Regions from separate parts of the Zea mays genome. Here region 2 is linked to region 1. The links are chromatin contacts, called in public Hi-C maps. All regions are on one chromosome and are shown on one strand. The core of a region is the stretch at or near the end of the contact, and the rest is flanking DNA. Distances in the headings are between cores, read along the strand shown.

Region 1 (7,557 bases), core at 3,685-6,184:
GCACCTCGTCAATTCAGTTTAACATGGTTGTATAATCATGAATGGCTTGAATATAGTATCAAGAAGGCATCTGCATTTTGTTTTATATGCTACTTGTTCAAGAAGGGCAGTGGGTCAAATGCATTTGTTGTTGATGGATGGAATAATTGGAATACAGAACAAAGCACTTCTCAAACATAGTGGTTCTATGGCACACAATGCAGCTCAGGATAGGTACATTGGTTTTATAAATCCCAAGGTAGCAATTTATTATCACTTTGACAAGTGGACTGACGAGGATCTTTGTCTTTACAAAAAGAATTAACATATTCACTTATACGTGTCAAGTTTCTTTTGCATCAAGGATTGGCATTTTGTGGACATGATGATGTTGTTTACTTGTTCTCAATTGTTGTGTATCAAAAACAAGACAACATAGATATTAAATATTAAGGACCTTCGTCCTTCGAAGCTTTATCTTCTTTCGAATATAATGTTTCTCGGACGAAGGAGATGAAGACCGTTCATAAAGGTAATATTACAATGTAATATTATAATAGATATTTATTCCATTTGGCATGTTAGGATAATGTCATAATCTGAATCACATACAAAAGAAACATTATAAGTATTATTTTACATTAATACCTTCGGCTTGCTTGAAGGAAATAATGCAGGAATGACTTCCAATGAAAGCGTGAATAGTACGAGAGTACTGTTCATCTATTTATAGGTATGGGACGCAGCCCAAGCAGAAGTACAATTATGACCCTAATGCTTATACATTGTCATAATACATATATCAAGGGTAAATGGGTCTCTTCACTATTGATTTAGTTTCTTGTATAATCTTCAGGATCACCTTAAGCTAAAGCTCTGATTCTTGTTGAAGCTCTGTTGTATCCCTTGCGTATCTGCCATAGCTTTGGAATTTAGTCCTTCGACGTACCTATTAAGATGAATCAAAAACGGTTTCCTCCATTCTGAGGACCTTCGGCAGAGAAGGACAACCCCAATAGATGAAAGTGAAGAGTCTAGCAAAAGAGGCAAATTCATTGAATTTTTGAAGTTTCTTGCAAGAAATAGTGATTAAGTGAATAAGTATGTCTTGAACAATGCACCAGGTAATTGCACTTTGACTAGCCTAAAGATACAAAAGCAAATTATTCATTGTTGTGCCATAGAAATTATAAATAATAATTAAGGAACTTGGAGATGAGCCCTTTGCAATTTTAGTAGATGAATCTAGTGACATATCACATAAAGAACAACTAGCTCTTTGATTGTGTTATATTGATAAACTTGGAAGGCCATGTGAGCACTTCATTGGAGTAGTTCATGTAGATGATACTATCTCTTTGTCACTTAAGGAAGCAATCGAAGGTTTGCTTGTTAGTCATGGATTGAGTATGACTCGTATTAGAGGTCAAGGTTATGATGGTGCTAGCAATATGAAAGGAGATATTAAAGGGCTAAAAGCATTAATCATTCAAGAATCGCTTTGTGCTTATTATATTCATTGCTTTGCACATCAACTCCAACTAGTTATTGTATCTGTTGCCAAGGGAAATATTGACTACAAGACTTTTTTTATCAAATATCTATCTTGTTGAACATTGTTGGGGTTTCTTGCAAGCGACATGGTATGCTTCAAAATGCTAGGCTTGAGAATGTCAAGAAATCACTAGAGTGTGGTGAGCTTGAATCATGGAGTGGATTAAATCAAGAGATGGGTTTGCCTAGGCCTGGTGACACTCAGTGGGGCTCGCATTACAAAACTACATGTAGCATCATCATTATGTATTCCTCAATCCATGATGTGCTCATTGATCTTGGTGTTGATACTCCACATAAGGATGATTGGATGAAGATTCATTTTGTGCTTGGAGCATTTGAAGCCTGAGTTTGTTTTCTTTGTGCACTTAATGTATGTTATTCTTGGATACACAAATGAGCTATCTGAGTGTTTGCAGAGAAGGTATCAAGATATTCTTAATGCAATCTCACTTATTAATGTGGCAAAGAGCAGAATGCAACATTTGAGGTCTGATGGTTGGGGTAGTTTTCTAAAGAATGTCACTTCTTTTTGTATTACACATGGTGTCAAAGTTCCTGCTATGGATGGTGCTTATGTGCCTTATGGAAAATCAGCAAGGTATGCCCATGCCTGAAACCAAACAAATGATGACCATTTTAGAAGAGAAGTATACATTGGTGTCATTGATCAAATTAGTCAAGAGCTTGATAATCTAATTGATGAGATTAACATGGAGCTACTCTCTTGTATGTCAGCATTTAGTCCTTCCCACTCCTTTACTTCTTTTGATGCACATAAGGTACGTAGATTGGCTGAACTTTATCCTAATGACTTCTCCGAAAACAATTTGCTACAACTAGAATTGCAACTTGATAATTATATTGATGACATGCAACGAGATGAACAATTCCAAGGTCTAGTTGTTCTCTCAGTTAAGCTTGTTAAAACAAAGAGACACAAAGTGTAAGATATGGTGTACTTGCTTCTCAAATTGGTATTGCTTTTACCGGTGGCAACTGCGAGTGTTGAAAGGGTATTTTCTGCATTGGTTATAGTGAAATCCAAATCAAGAAATAAGCTAGGTCATACCATTTTTTATGATTGTCTACTCACATTTATTGAGCGGGATATTTTCTTCCAAGTTCATGAAAATGATGTAGTTGAGACATTCATGTCATTGAGAAAACGGAGGATCAACAAGTAATATTGTAAGTCCCTTCTATAGCTATATTTTAGAGTATTTGTATTTCATTTGAACAATTTGTATAAAGATATGTTGTCATACTATCGTTTTACCGAATTAAAATAATGTTTTACCGAATTGTAAATGAATTACCGAGTTGCATAATACTCCTTCCATCCTAAATTAAAATTCGTTTTACCTTTTTTTACTAGATTCATACAATAATTAATGTATATGTTGTATATATATGTCTAGATTCATAATCATCCATATGAATATGGATATAAAAATCTAGAGCTAAAACAGCTATTATTTTGAAAATGATGGAGTTTTTTTTTGCATCGTATGCCATGTGGCTAAATCCTAAGTCCGCCACTGACCTTACTGGGGTGAAAACGGGTTGGGTATACCCGTCGGGTACCGGATACGGATAGTGCAAATACCCGTTTTTTCGGATACGGATTCGAGTATTTTTATATCCGGGACGGATACGGGTAATACCCGGATACTGGAGCTTCGGATTCAGGTCGGATACGAAGTGAGGACTATCCGGTAAATACCCGGATAGTCGGGTCGGATACGGGTACCCGGAATTCGGGTACCCGTTTTTTCATTTCCTGTATAATAATATAGTTATAAAATCATAACTTTTACATATGAAACCGGATGAAGATAAAGTTTATATGAAAATTATAGAGCTCGAAGAGATCTATAACTTTATAGTACATCAATTTTTGTTTAAACATATCTTTAGGCCAAAATCATTGAAATAAGGTCCAAATTTATATCAAATTAATATACTTTATCATTTTTATGTGGGGGACTTAATGTTATCTCCACATGGGAACTTAAGGTTATCTTTGTAGAAGCTATTTATTAGTATTTGTAACTTATTTGCAATTTTCAATCGACGCTACATTATTTTATGGATTTAATTGTATTTTGATGATTTTCCATGACAAGAAATTAATAGATGTATAAATAGCCTCAAAAAATCATTAAGTTTTACGGAGGCATAACATATGTTCATATATAATCATAAAAATGTTTGGATCATAAGATCTATAAGATGCCCGTGTTTCTTTCATTTCACTTTCACTTATTTGTATGAGTTACATGTGAAATCACTGTAAGTATCAAGTTTCAACATAATCAATACTTTATTTTATCATTTTTATATGAGGACTTGAGTTATCTTCGTTAAAATGCTTATTAGTTTTTGTAACTTATTTGCAATTTTTGAGTGAAACTAGAATATTTTATGAATTTTTAATATTGTGGTGTTGGTTCTACAATGTCCTCGTGCTTAGTAACTTTGAATTGCATGATGTCAATTTTATCGGTTTCCTTTCCTACATTTGATCTATCATATACATGATTATGTATTGCTTAATTTATGTATTTGTTGTATGGTTGGACAATTAATATCATCGGGACGAACTACCCGACAATTATCTGGTACCTACCCGAGTAGTATCCGTTATCTGTTTCTTACCCGCCCGGATTATTACCCGGTCCTGTCCTATATCCGTCCCGAATTAACTATCTGTATCCGGTCTCGTATCCGAGAGAAATACATTAGGGTAGGATACGGGATAACCCTGTATCCGGCTATATCTGTCCCATTTTCATCCTTAGACCTTAGCTATATCTTTGCTTTAAGACATTGCATTTTGTTTTTTTTTTCTCTTTCTATATTGAACACTTGATTATTCTATATGTCCATTATTAACATTTTCTATGTTATCACTCATGCTCAATCTTGGACATGACTTGCTCGATCTCATTCACATTACTAGAGTAAATCATCAAACCACTAGTTGCCTCGAAAACTGATTTCCAATAGTAAAAAACCGGCTTTACGGAATAAAAAATAGATTTTCTTATTGAATGAACGAGAAGAATTGGAAGAGCAAAGTTGAACTGCAACGTGAAACGGCCACGTAGGAAACAGCCGTGTCTGCCTCAGGAAAAAAAGAGGAAATAGCCGTGTCGACGGAACATTCCAGAAGGCCGCCGCGCAATGTGCCAAAGCGCATCCACCCCGTACGCGTCCACTCAGCTGCCGCACGCTGAGATGCTGACCCGACCCGGCGAGTCGGCTACTCGCTGTCTCTCTCTCCCACCACAAATATTCTTCCCGCCACGATCCCTCTCATCCGGAAGAAAGGGGGGAAAAAACTCGCCTTTTTCTCTCTGCTGGTTCAAGAACGCCATGGAAAATCTCGAGCGCTCGCTGTGATTCCTGCGAATACCCAAGCCCAACCAAACCCTAGCCCGGCAGCCATTCTCTTCGTTCCCTCTTTGCTCTGCGCGCCACACCGCACGACCTCCCCGAAGCAGACGTGCCCGCTGCCCGTCCGTCCCCCGTGGCCATGGCCGCGACGTGGTCTTCGTCTTGCTGCGCCGCGACCGCGTCGAGCAGCGCTCTGCTTCGTCATGCCCGCGTCAAGAGCGCGCCTTGGGTAGCCGGTGCCAGCCGGAGTAGCTACAGGCAGCGGCGGCGGCGGCGGGAGCTGTCCATCCGCGCCACGGCCGCGGCGCCGCCGCCGCCCGTGGTCTACGCGGACGCCGGCGCCGACAACGTGGCCTCGCTGAAGATCAAGCTCCTGGTCGGTGATTATCCAGCAACTTGTGGTTATTGTTTCACATCCTAGCGTTTTTTTTTTGTTGTTGTTGGCCCGTGTGTGACTGAATTGCGAACGGATCGCTCGTGCTCTGCTTGGGTGACTTGCGCAGAGCGCGGTGTCCGGGCTGAACCGTGGCCTGGCAGCGAGCCAGGAGGACCTGGACCGCGCGGACGCGGCGGCGCGGGAGCTGGAGGCGGCGGCGGGGTGCCCCGTCGACCTCAGCAGGGACCTCGATAAGCTGCAGGGCCGGTGGCGGCTGCTGTACAGCAGCGCGTTCTCTTCGCGGACGCTCGGCGGCAGCCGCCCTGGCCCGCCCACCGGCCGCCTCCTCCCCATCACGCTCGGCCAGGTGTTCCAGCGGATCGACGTGGTGAGCCGCGACTTCGACAACATCGTGGAGCTGGAGCTCGGCGCGCCGTGGCCTCTGCCGCCGCTCGAGGCCACGGCGACGCTGGCGCACAAGTTCGAGATCATCGGTGAGTCCACTGTCCACCAGTCCTGCCCTCCTCTGCCACCCATCCCATCCCAACTCTGATGGCGGACGGACATTGCAGGGACCTCGGGCATCAAGATCACGTTCGAGAAGACGACGGTGAAGACCAAGGGCAACCTGTCGCAGCTTCCTCCGCTGGAGGTGCCCCGCATCCCGGACAACCTCCGGCCGCCGTCCAACACCGGGAGCGGCGAGTTCGAGGTGACCTACCTCGACGACGACACGCGCGTCACCCGCGGGGACAGGGGGGAGCTCAGGGTGTTTGTCATCGCGTGACCTGATCGCGCTTGCGGCGCCGTTCTGCTGGTCCGTGAGATTGCCATCCTTCTTCCTCCCTGTTGCTCCAGTAGATTTGTTGGTTTCTTCGTCTGACCAATGTATACCGTTCTGTTCTTCCGTGAACTGAATCTGCGATTAACTTAGTAACTATCTTGTGTGGTTTACATGCTTGCTCCGTCCTTATTTACTTTGTTAATTTATAATTTGAACTGATTGCCTTGCAAATTGCACCTCTAAGAAACAGGGAAGGTAGCGGAGCTGATTGGTATTTTTTTTGCTTACCCCTTTCATCTCAGTTTTGATGATAATATTTTATTTATCCTCTTTCATCTTACATTTCGGTCTTCCATGAATTGATTCTAGGATATTAACTGATATTATAATGTAAAATTTGTAGAAAGTTAGATGCATAGAACTGGAAAATTGCAAACCAAAACCGGTCTTAACTAAGCCAATCTTATTAGTTTTGAACGTTAAAAAACCAAAAATATAATAAAAGGGGCATTCCGAGAATCGAACTCGGGACCTCTTGCACCCAAAGCAAGAATCATACCACTAGACCAAATGCCCTGTTTGGAACTTTGTTGATTTATATTGAATAAACACGGTACGAAATTGTTTGGAACTTCTAAAAGACTTGTATCACCGTACCAAATGACTGTTCATTTGTTGGGATTGCTATAGATTTTTTTAAGTGGTGGATTATATAGTAACAAAAACTAATGTAATGCATTTGTATGGACAGAAACGACTGTTGGGTTAAGCTTCCTGTGCAATCACTGTATAACAAACTACCAAAAGTCATGGTTTTTTTAAATTATATATCTCTACTATATAAAAAGCACTAGTTTCTACGGTTTTTTACCGTCGTCTTGTTCTCCCACATTTAAATGGTTAAAAAGCTAAATTTATGCACAAAGGTGGATTCGAACTATGGTTATTAGTTGCAAACCCGTATTCACACTGATCCAACCAACGCAACACATATGTTTTGCCGTTTATATTCTATATTCAAACATAAATGGTTTTATATTTATCCTCAAGTATAAATAAAACTGTAGCAACTTACAAGCACTTTGCTAGATATGTACTTCACTATTTACTCTACTAATATATTAGATTTGAACTTTTATTTTATCTTATGTGAAGAAATAAAAAAAGAATTTTATTATTTATTAGGTATAATTTTCTTATATCTCTTCATATAGTATGAACCAGAATATGAAATTGAATATATTGGTAGAATAATAATAAAGTATATCTATATTTAAAAATATTTTTGGCATGATTATATGAAAAGCTCGATTGCACAACATTTTTTGCAGTTTTTACCAACCACTTAGCTATAGGCTAGAAAATTTAGTACACCATTCAACGTATCTAACCATTTAGCTATAGACTAGAAAATTCAGTATACCATTCAACGTATCTTATGCTAATAGAGACTTCGTGCTTA
Region 2 (7,557 bases), core at 1,807-4,306, 150 kb before region 1:
GTACAGGCATATACCTAGTTTACTAATAATGAAGAGCAATGGAGGTGTCACCCATGCCACCCGACTGGGACGAGACTCACTGTAACACCCTAAAATCTTGATTTTGGGTTTAGTCAAAATTTTCCAAAAAGAATCAAACTAAAGTATCATCTCATGAAGGATAATACATTGAAAGTGACCCTTTCTAATAATAATAATAATAATAGAACTATTTTTTATTTGGTGTTAAAAATCCTCTCTAAAAGCCTATACTAGAAAATATGAAATAAATATTGAAGCCCTTGAGGTACTTTTCATTTTATCACATATTCAAATTAATATTCTCCTAAAAGAAAGAATGTGTGTACTCCCTCTATTCTTAAATATATGACACCATTGACTTTTTTAAAACTTTGACCACTCGTCTTATTCAAAATATTTATTCAAAAATGTAAAATTTCAAGTCATGCTCAAACAACCTTAAGTGATAAAACAAATCATCACAAAAAAATGATAATTCAAAAAAAAAATTCTAAATAAGGCGAGTAGTCAAAGTTTTCAAAAAAAAATCAATAGCGTCATATATTTAAGAACGAAGGTAGTACTTCATATTCGAAACATTTGCCTAATCATTGAGCAAAGCAATGGATATAAATATATATATCTACAACTAAATAAATTTACATTCATGTTGGTGTTTGTCTATGCATATAATTTAAATTTGTATTAAACTCGAATTTGAATTAAGATCTAAAAATTCAAATAGAAAAGCAAATAAAAACTGAATAGAAAAAGGGAAAGAACCCATTTGGGCCAAACCAGTCAGCCGACCCACTTACCTCACGTAGCCACCATCTCATGTAGCCTTTCTGCAGTGACAGCTGGGACCGCGGTGTCAGTCGCTCCCACACACGCACTGTGGCACCGACGCGCGGACATGTGGGGTCGCTGCACCAGCCTCACCGCACGCCTCCATTTCATCACTGACACTGCCATGTGGGACCCTTTCTTCCCTCTTCTTCTTCCTCACTACCGTAGCTACCGCAGCGATCCGATCCGATGAGAATCTGATGATGGGTGGTTGCAATCCGTTAGGATTCAAGGTATGGTCATTAGGATTCGATAGACGTCCCTATACGGATACATCGTACGGAGCAAATCAAACTCAGCGCATAACCTGGAGTTCGTTGTCGGCTGACCCCCGCCCGCATCGGACTCGTCTCCGTCAGGCCCAGTATTGACCTCAATACACTTGTATTGAAGTTGATTGGGGTGTAACTTGGGGAAATTCACAGAATAACACCGGTCTTACGCGGTGTTCAGAGAATAGCACCGGTATTCTACTAATTCACCTAATAGCACTGCTACTCCCGCACGAAACCATGAAACCGCACGCATCCTATATTCCTTCGTCTTGCACTAAAATAAAAGACTAAGTTGCCCCTCATTTCTTAACGTCTTCTCAACGGAACATAAAGATAGCCTAACCCAAGAACAAAATAGCCCTCAACGTCCACTAATCAGATCAACCACATAGAAAGAAAGCTAGAATGAAAACAGTCGGAAACATGTAGCTATTTGGATATCATTTTTTTTTCGTCGATTACAAATAAATAGGATATAGAATCTGTTGTATAAATTTATATTTATATTTTTAGCATTGAGCTTGTAAAGATTCATGAAAGTTAAACTTTAAATTTACCATATATTTTCTCAAATGATATATATAAAATTCGGATACAATTTTAAACACAAATTCAGAGATGTATTCATTTTTTTGTTGTTGTACAGAGCAAATAATGCATAAAAAACTTTTTTTTTGTAATTGGTAGCTTAGCATCACCATCTAAGATGAGATGGCTTAGTACTCCGACATGGAATTGTGTGATATTTTATAAACCATGCGACATGGAGTAGTTCTTTTGAGATGTTTGAATGTCTAACTTGGTTATAAATATATAACGTGCAACCTGTATGTCATGTGGGTCTATCATGCTTATATGCAATACGCTCTGCTTAGCATTACTAAAATGGAACTCGTATTTGCCTGTCTATTTGTATAGTTTTGTTTGGACTGAAGGGATATAAGGGAGACCTTAATGCTACAGGGACAATTAGGTCTATCTGTATATGAAGAAAGCAGCAGAACTCAAAGGAGTCCTATTTTCTAAATCTATTAGGTGAAACCGATGCTGTTTTATGGAGACATGGATTTTTAGTGCTATTGTCTGAACACTGTGATAGATCGGTGCTGTTTAATGAATTCCCCCGGTGTAACTTAGGGGGTGTTTGGTTTTAGAGACTAATTTTTAGTCTCTCTAATTTATTCCACTTTAGTCACTAAATTGTCAAATATGAAAACTAAAATAGAATTATAGTTTCCATATTTTGCAATTTATAGACTAAAGTGGAATAAAATGGAGGGACTAAAAATTAGTCCATAGTAACTAAACACTACCTTAAATTAATTTACACTCCAATTCACCTCAACACACGTAGATTGAGGCCAAAACTAGAATACTCAAACAAAGCCTCAGTGATTATACATACCATTGCCCCTCTGCCGTCTCGCTATAGAACAATTCGAGCTCGTGCCGAGTTCCAAAACTATTGCGAGTACGAGCAGAGAGAGAAAAGAGAGAGGGGGGATCACCGCCGATGTCAATCCGTGTGTTGTCATAGCTATCTCCTCGCCTATGTCGTCGTACGGATCGGGGTTTCGAGGGCACTAGGGAGGTTGGGTGGGGCGCATGGGTGGTGTCCGAGGCACAACCGGGCAAGAAGAGCCGTCGGCGTGCACGAGATTGCTCGCCGGGGATCGACATTGCAGTGGGGCCGCAATGCTCCATGGTCTGCATGCCCGACACTCCAATCGAAGGTGAGAAGCTTCTAGAATGATTCACTTTATTCCACTCTTCGCGTAGCGCTAACCGGAGTGGGGGTTGGAGTGCTAGAGCCTAAAGAGGAGGGCTTGCCGGTGTGCTCGCCATGGCTGGCTCGCTCCACCGTGCCTGGCTATCGGAAGAAGGGGATGATTGCGGGGTCGATGGATCCCGAATGAACGGCCACGATTAAATCTTGGGGAACGCTTCGGTCAAATAGATCCAGTGCGTTGAATCGGGAACCGACGGATAGAATTAGATCGTGGCATAATGTTTCGGCCCTTTGACCGGTGTTGTGGATCATGGATCCGTCGGTCCAGAGGAGATGACATTAGTTAGCTATGGCGGTTTTCTTTAAGAGTCCTTGAGAACTTGTCTATTCCACCCGCCATCCACACGAGTGGAACGATCATCGCGGTTTAGTCCAGACTTTTATAAAACAGACCCTATATATATTTAAAATTAGATCCACGGTATAAGAATTTCTGATTTCTTATAAAATTAATTCCGAAAACTGATTTTATGTATAAAAATAATTGATAAAACTTAGAAAATCCATATCTTCCACGTTTTAGCTCCGATTTTAGTGGTTCTCGAACCTACAGATTCATGTCGATGCATCGAACATTATTACACAATTTGATTCCATGTTTGGCGTAGTGTTATTTGTATTTATTATTTACTTATTTGTATGTATTGCTACGAGTAGAAGCGGGATTACGAGGAATCTAGAGCCCAACTTTGAGAAGTACCTAGAGTTGCACCAAAGAGGCAAGTTGTGTCCTTCATCACATTATTTGACCTAATAATATTTATGATTCTGTTAACCACCATGGCATAGTTATGTTAACTTGATGCGACCTAATAGGTTACCTAGTCTTGTTTACCCTACACATTGCATGCAAATGAATTATTGGGTAGTCTTGCTATTGCTCTACCTAGTTTTGGAAATAATATTATATCTGAATTATGATCATGTTTTATTGTCAATGAATTATTTATTGTTCATGATAAGATCATTGTTGTTAATCAGATCATGGAGCGACCACTTGAGACAACAATGCTACCTCAATGGTGGAATGGAACGTCTTTGGTTGATTAATTAGGGAAGCTAGTGAGGGATAACCTTACTCGAAAGGGGGCAAGCGACGAGGAGTTGCCGCAAGTATAGGGAGGTTCTCGAGTCGAATTATATGTGATAGCTTTTCAGACGAGGGATTCCTATACCCCCTCTGCCTAAAACCGTAGAGGAGTTTCTCAAGCTAGTAGAACTTAGTAAAGGCCTCATAGTGGATCCCTAGCCATTCACCTTGGAAGTGTCTAAGGGCCTTACAAACCCGAGCTAGACGGGAAACACGAGTTGTCGGTAAAGATACGCAACCTCTGCTGAGTGTAAAATTGGTATATCAGCCGTACTCACGATCATGAGCGGCTCAGATCCTCACATGAGTAAATTATGGAATTAAATCTAACATGTCATGCATTGCATTGTGAGATTTATTCTTCATTATGATCTATTATTTAATTGGGATAATATTTACTTATACTTAGTAATTGATAATAAAATTATGACCAACAATGTTAAAAGCTATGCTCAGCCTCAACCACATCCTTGGTAAGCCTTACACTACATTTTACCACACTTGCTGACCGATGACCGTATGAGAGTTCACCCTTGCTATAATCACATTAGGTCAAAAACAGGTACCATCGGAGGAGAATCATGAAGATGAGTTCGGAGAGGTCTAGGCCGTCGTCTCCCAGTCAACTATGATTGCGGAGATCGTTGTCATCATATGGTGTAATTTGCTTAGTTATTTTATACATAAATTGTATTAAGTAAATAAGAAGTGACACTATTTTCTATACACTGGTCAAATATGTGAGTGTCGGAGAGGGAATTCTCCGGCCGGGTGGCGGAATGCACCCACCCTAAATCCTAAGATGAGGAGGGGCCTAAACGTTTTGCCTGTTAGGTGGAAACGGGAAGAACACAAGAACACACAAGGATTTAGAGTGGTTCGGGCCGCCGGAGCGTAATACCCTACTCCACTGTGTGCTGTATTGAGCTTGAGACTTGAGAGTCTAAGTGAGCTTGAGCCTAAGTTGGGTCTACCTTGCAACGCAGTGTGCCCTCCCTTTTATAGCTCAAGCGGGCACATACAAGGATATTGAGCCTCGACATGTGGTCCCAGGGACAAATGGAAGGAAGGAAGGTACTACTGCCTCTAACGCCAAGGAGATCTCTGAGCACCGTAATATCCGTAGTGCATACAATATTGATATCTCGGAGCAGCACCCTTGGAAACACGCGAGTCATGATGAGTACAGCGCATGCGGCAGCATGGGCGTACTGCCTGCCAACGGAATGGACAGACACGCCGCCCGTCAGTGGAGTGGACATGACACATTAAATGCTGGGGCGGCACATCGCCTACCATTGGAGTGGACAGGGCTCATTAAGGCGGCACATCACCTGCCAGTTTGACAGGCGACGCGCCTTATCTGCAATAAATGCAGAGGAAGTGCAACCCTAGAGGCCTTACGTCAGGCTCCGCCCGCTGGCTTACGTCACGGGCAGCTGGCCACGTGGCAGCATCGGGTCTCTGCCTGAGCGGGGAGCAGAGGCGTATGTGGTATGGTCCGGACACGTGTCGGCTCCGGACCCCCGCCTGGCCTTGATTAAGGTCCGGGTACTCTTTGTCCCAGAATCCCGGGGCCCTGTTGTGAGTGGCTCGGACCCCACACCGAGGGGTCCGGGACCCATCCCAGGGGTCCGATTTGTACCCGTGGAGGTCCTGGACCTCGCCCGGAGGTCCGGTCTGTGTATACAGGGGTCCGACAGTTTCCTGCGGGGGTCCGGACCCACTGTTGATACCTTGGTGTACGTCGTCTTCTCAGGCCACGTGGCGGCCCCAAAGCCGTCCACGTGGTGGGGTCGGGTGCTGTCCTCCACGCGACTAGAGATAGGCGCGCGGGCACCGTGCCTTCACACTATAGTAAGGGGTACCCCTGTTTCAAGGTACCGACAGTGGCTCCCGGGCCCACCTCAGGAGAGGATACGAGCCTGCAGGTGGGGCCAAAGCTTTGGTTGGCGATTGGCGCGCCGCTTCCGTGTGCTTGCTGACGAAATCACTGCCAGTCCGCCTTCGGTCACGCCAACTGCCATGTCTGTCCCCGCGGCTGACTAACCCGCGACCCCCACGCATGATGGTTTCGCCAGACCACGCGCGAGGCGCCTCGATACTGCTGCATTGGCTTTGTAAATTTACCTTCTCTGTCTTCTGCGGCGGCCCCGAGGCGGAGCAGCACTAGCGCGAGCGGCGGTTCGCCTTCTCCACACCTAGGAACCGGCGCCCAAGGAGTATGACTCATGGACTCGGGCCCCCGTGCTAGCGACTGGGCCATTGTTTTTGGCGGAGATGATGGGGCGCACTACCGCGGGCGGCAGTTCGTTCCTCGTGGCGGTTCGCCTTCTCAGTACTCAGGAACCAGCGCCCAAGGAGTATGACTCGTGGACCCGGGCCCCCGTGCCAGAGACTGGGCCGTTGTTTTTGGTGGAGATGGAGAGGCGCACTACCGCGGGTGGTGGCTTCCTCCTCACGCGACGGTTCGCCTTCTTCGCACTCGGTGACCGACGCCCAAGGAGTATGACCCGTGGGCCCGGGCCCCCATGATAGAGGTTGGGCTGTTGCTTTCGGTGGATATGAAGAAGCACGGCGGTTCGCTCCTTGCGCGGCGGTTCGCCTTCTTTGCACTCGGAGACCCGCACACCAGCTGAGTGACTTGTGGGCCCGGGCCCCCGTGTCATAGGCTGGGTTGCCTCGGTGCGCGTCGGGCGGGATTTTCCGCGGCGCCTCGGGGCGCGATCAAGGGAGTCTTCCTTTAAAAGGGATTCACCCCGTGTGCAGCGGTTATGCTCCCGCATTCTCTCCATTCGCTGCGCCCTTTGCATTTGCGCTCTTCTGCCGCCGTAGTCGCCATGGGCTTGCTATACCCTCCCGAGTGCTTCCAGTCCGAGGTGGCACTCAATTTGGTGCGCAACCTGCTCGGATGGGGTGCGCCGGCGTTCACCGGAAGGATCCACGCCGGCGCCACTCCCTTCGGCGATCTCGCCGCCGAGGAGTTCGTGCTCTTCATCTCCAACTTCTCCTGTGGGTTGGCGCTGCCGATTTCGCCTTTCTTCCTGCCGCTACTGGAGGGGCTCGGCCTCCAACTTTAGCACCTCACGCCTCGCTCCATCCTCCAGGCGGCCATCTTTGCTCACCTCCGGGAGATGTTCGTGGGGGTGGTGCTTCTTCCGCTAGCGCCCGGGCGAAAGGGTGTCGTGCAGCGGCCTTCCGGAGGTGGAGAGCGAGCTGAGCTGCGGCTCCATCTTCACTAGCATCCCATGGTAAACCTCCATGAACTGGTCTAGCTCCATTTCCATGAGGTGAAAAGCGAGCTGAGTTGCGGCTCCATCTTTCGCGCCTCCATCACTTTGGCTTTAATGGCTTCGACACCGCCTCCAATCAGTGGGGGCACCTTCGCCTTGGCGCACGCATCGAGGAGGTCGTCGCCGCCGGCAAGCTGTAGCACCGGGACGCCGCCAGTGCCGCTGTTCCCAGTCTACTGCCACTGTGTTAAGGGTGAGCAGCAGGCCTGCGCCCGGTGGTTGCCGACATCAAAGACGCCGCCCGGGAGGTCGTACAACATG

What was found. Hi-C and Micro-C count contacts between places; a contact is called where the count stands out from the background.
Region 2: a Hi-C map of ear shows a contact between it and region 1, with 1.9 times the contacts expected there. The contact joins the enhancer-like site here to the promoter of LOC100383635 in region 1. A contact is called at or near these places in 4 of 25 Hi-C or Micro-C datasets (bundle sheath, ear, endosperm and 1 more).

Annotation. Positions count from the first base shown.
Region 1 is chr2:234,552,403-234,559,959 of Zm-B73-REFERENCE-NAM-5.0, reverse strand. LOC100383635 (harpin binding protein 1) reads left to right here and starts at 4,934. Exons shown (of 3, transcript NM_001176283.1): 1 at 4,934-5,311; 2 at 5,439-5,805; 3 at 5,884-6,323. The coding sequence starts at 5,075. The coding sequence ends at 6,098. It overlaps TRNAP-UGG (transfer RNA proline (anticodon UGG)), which reads right to left and starts at 6,671; the gene lies at 6,600-6,671.
Region 2 is chr2:234,697,415-234,704,971 of Zm-B73-REFERENCE-NAM-5.0, reverse strand. No RefSeq gene overlaps it. Among protein-coding and RNA genes, the nearest start is that of LOC103648144, 90 kb to the left of the region's middle. Within about 2 kb of position 3,056, at least 18 of the 20 cell types and tissues checked have an H3K27ac peak or open chromatin away from gene starts, as enhancers often do. A contact at or near this core is called in bundle sheath, ear, endosperm and 1 more, where this site is marked.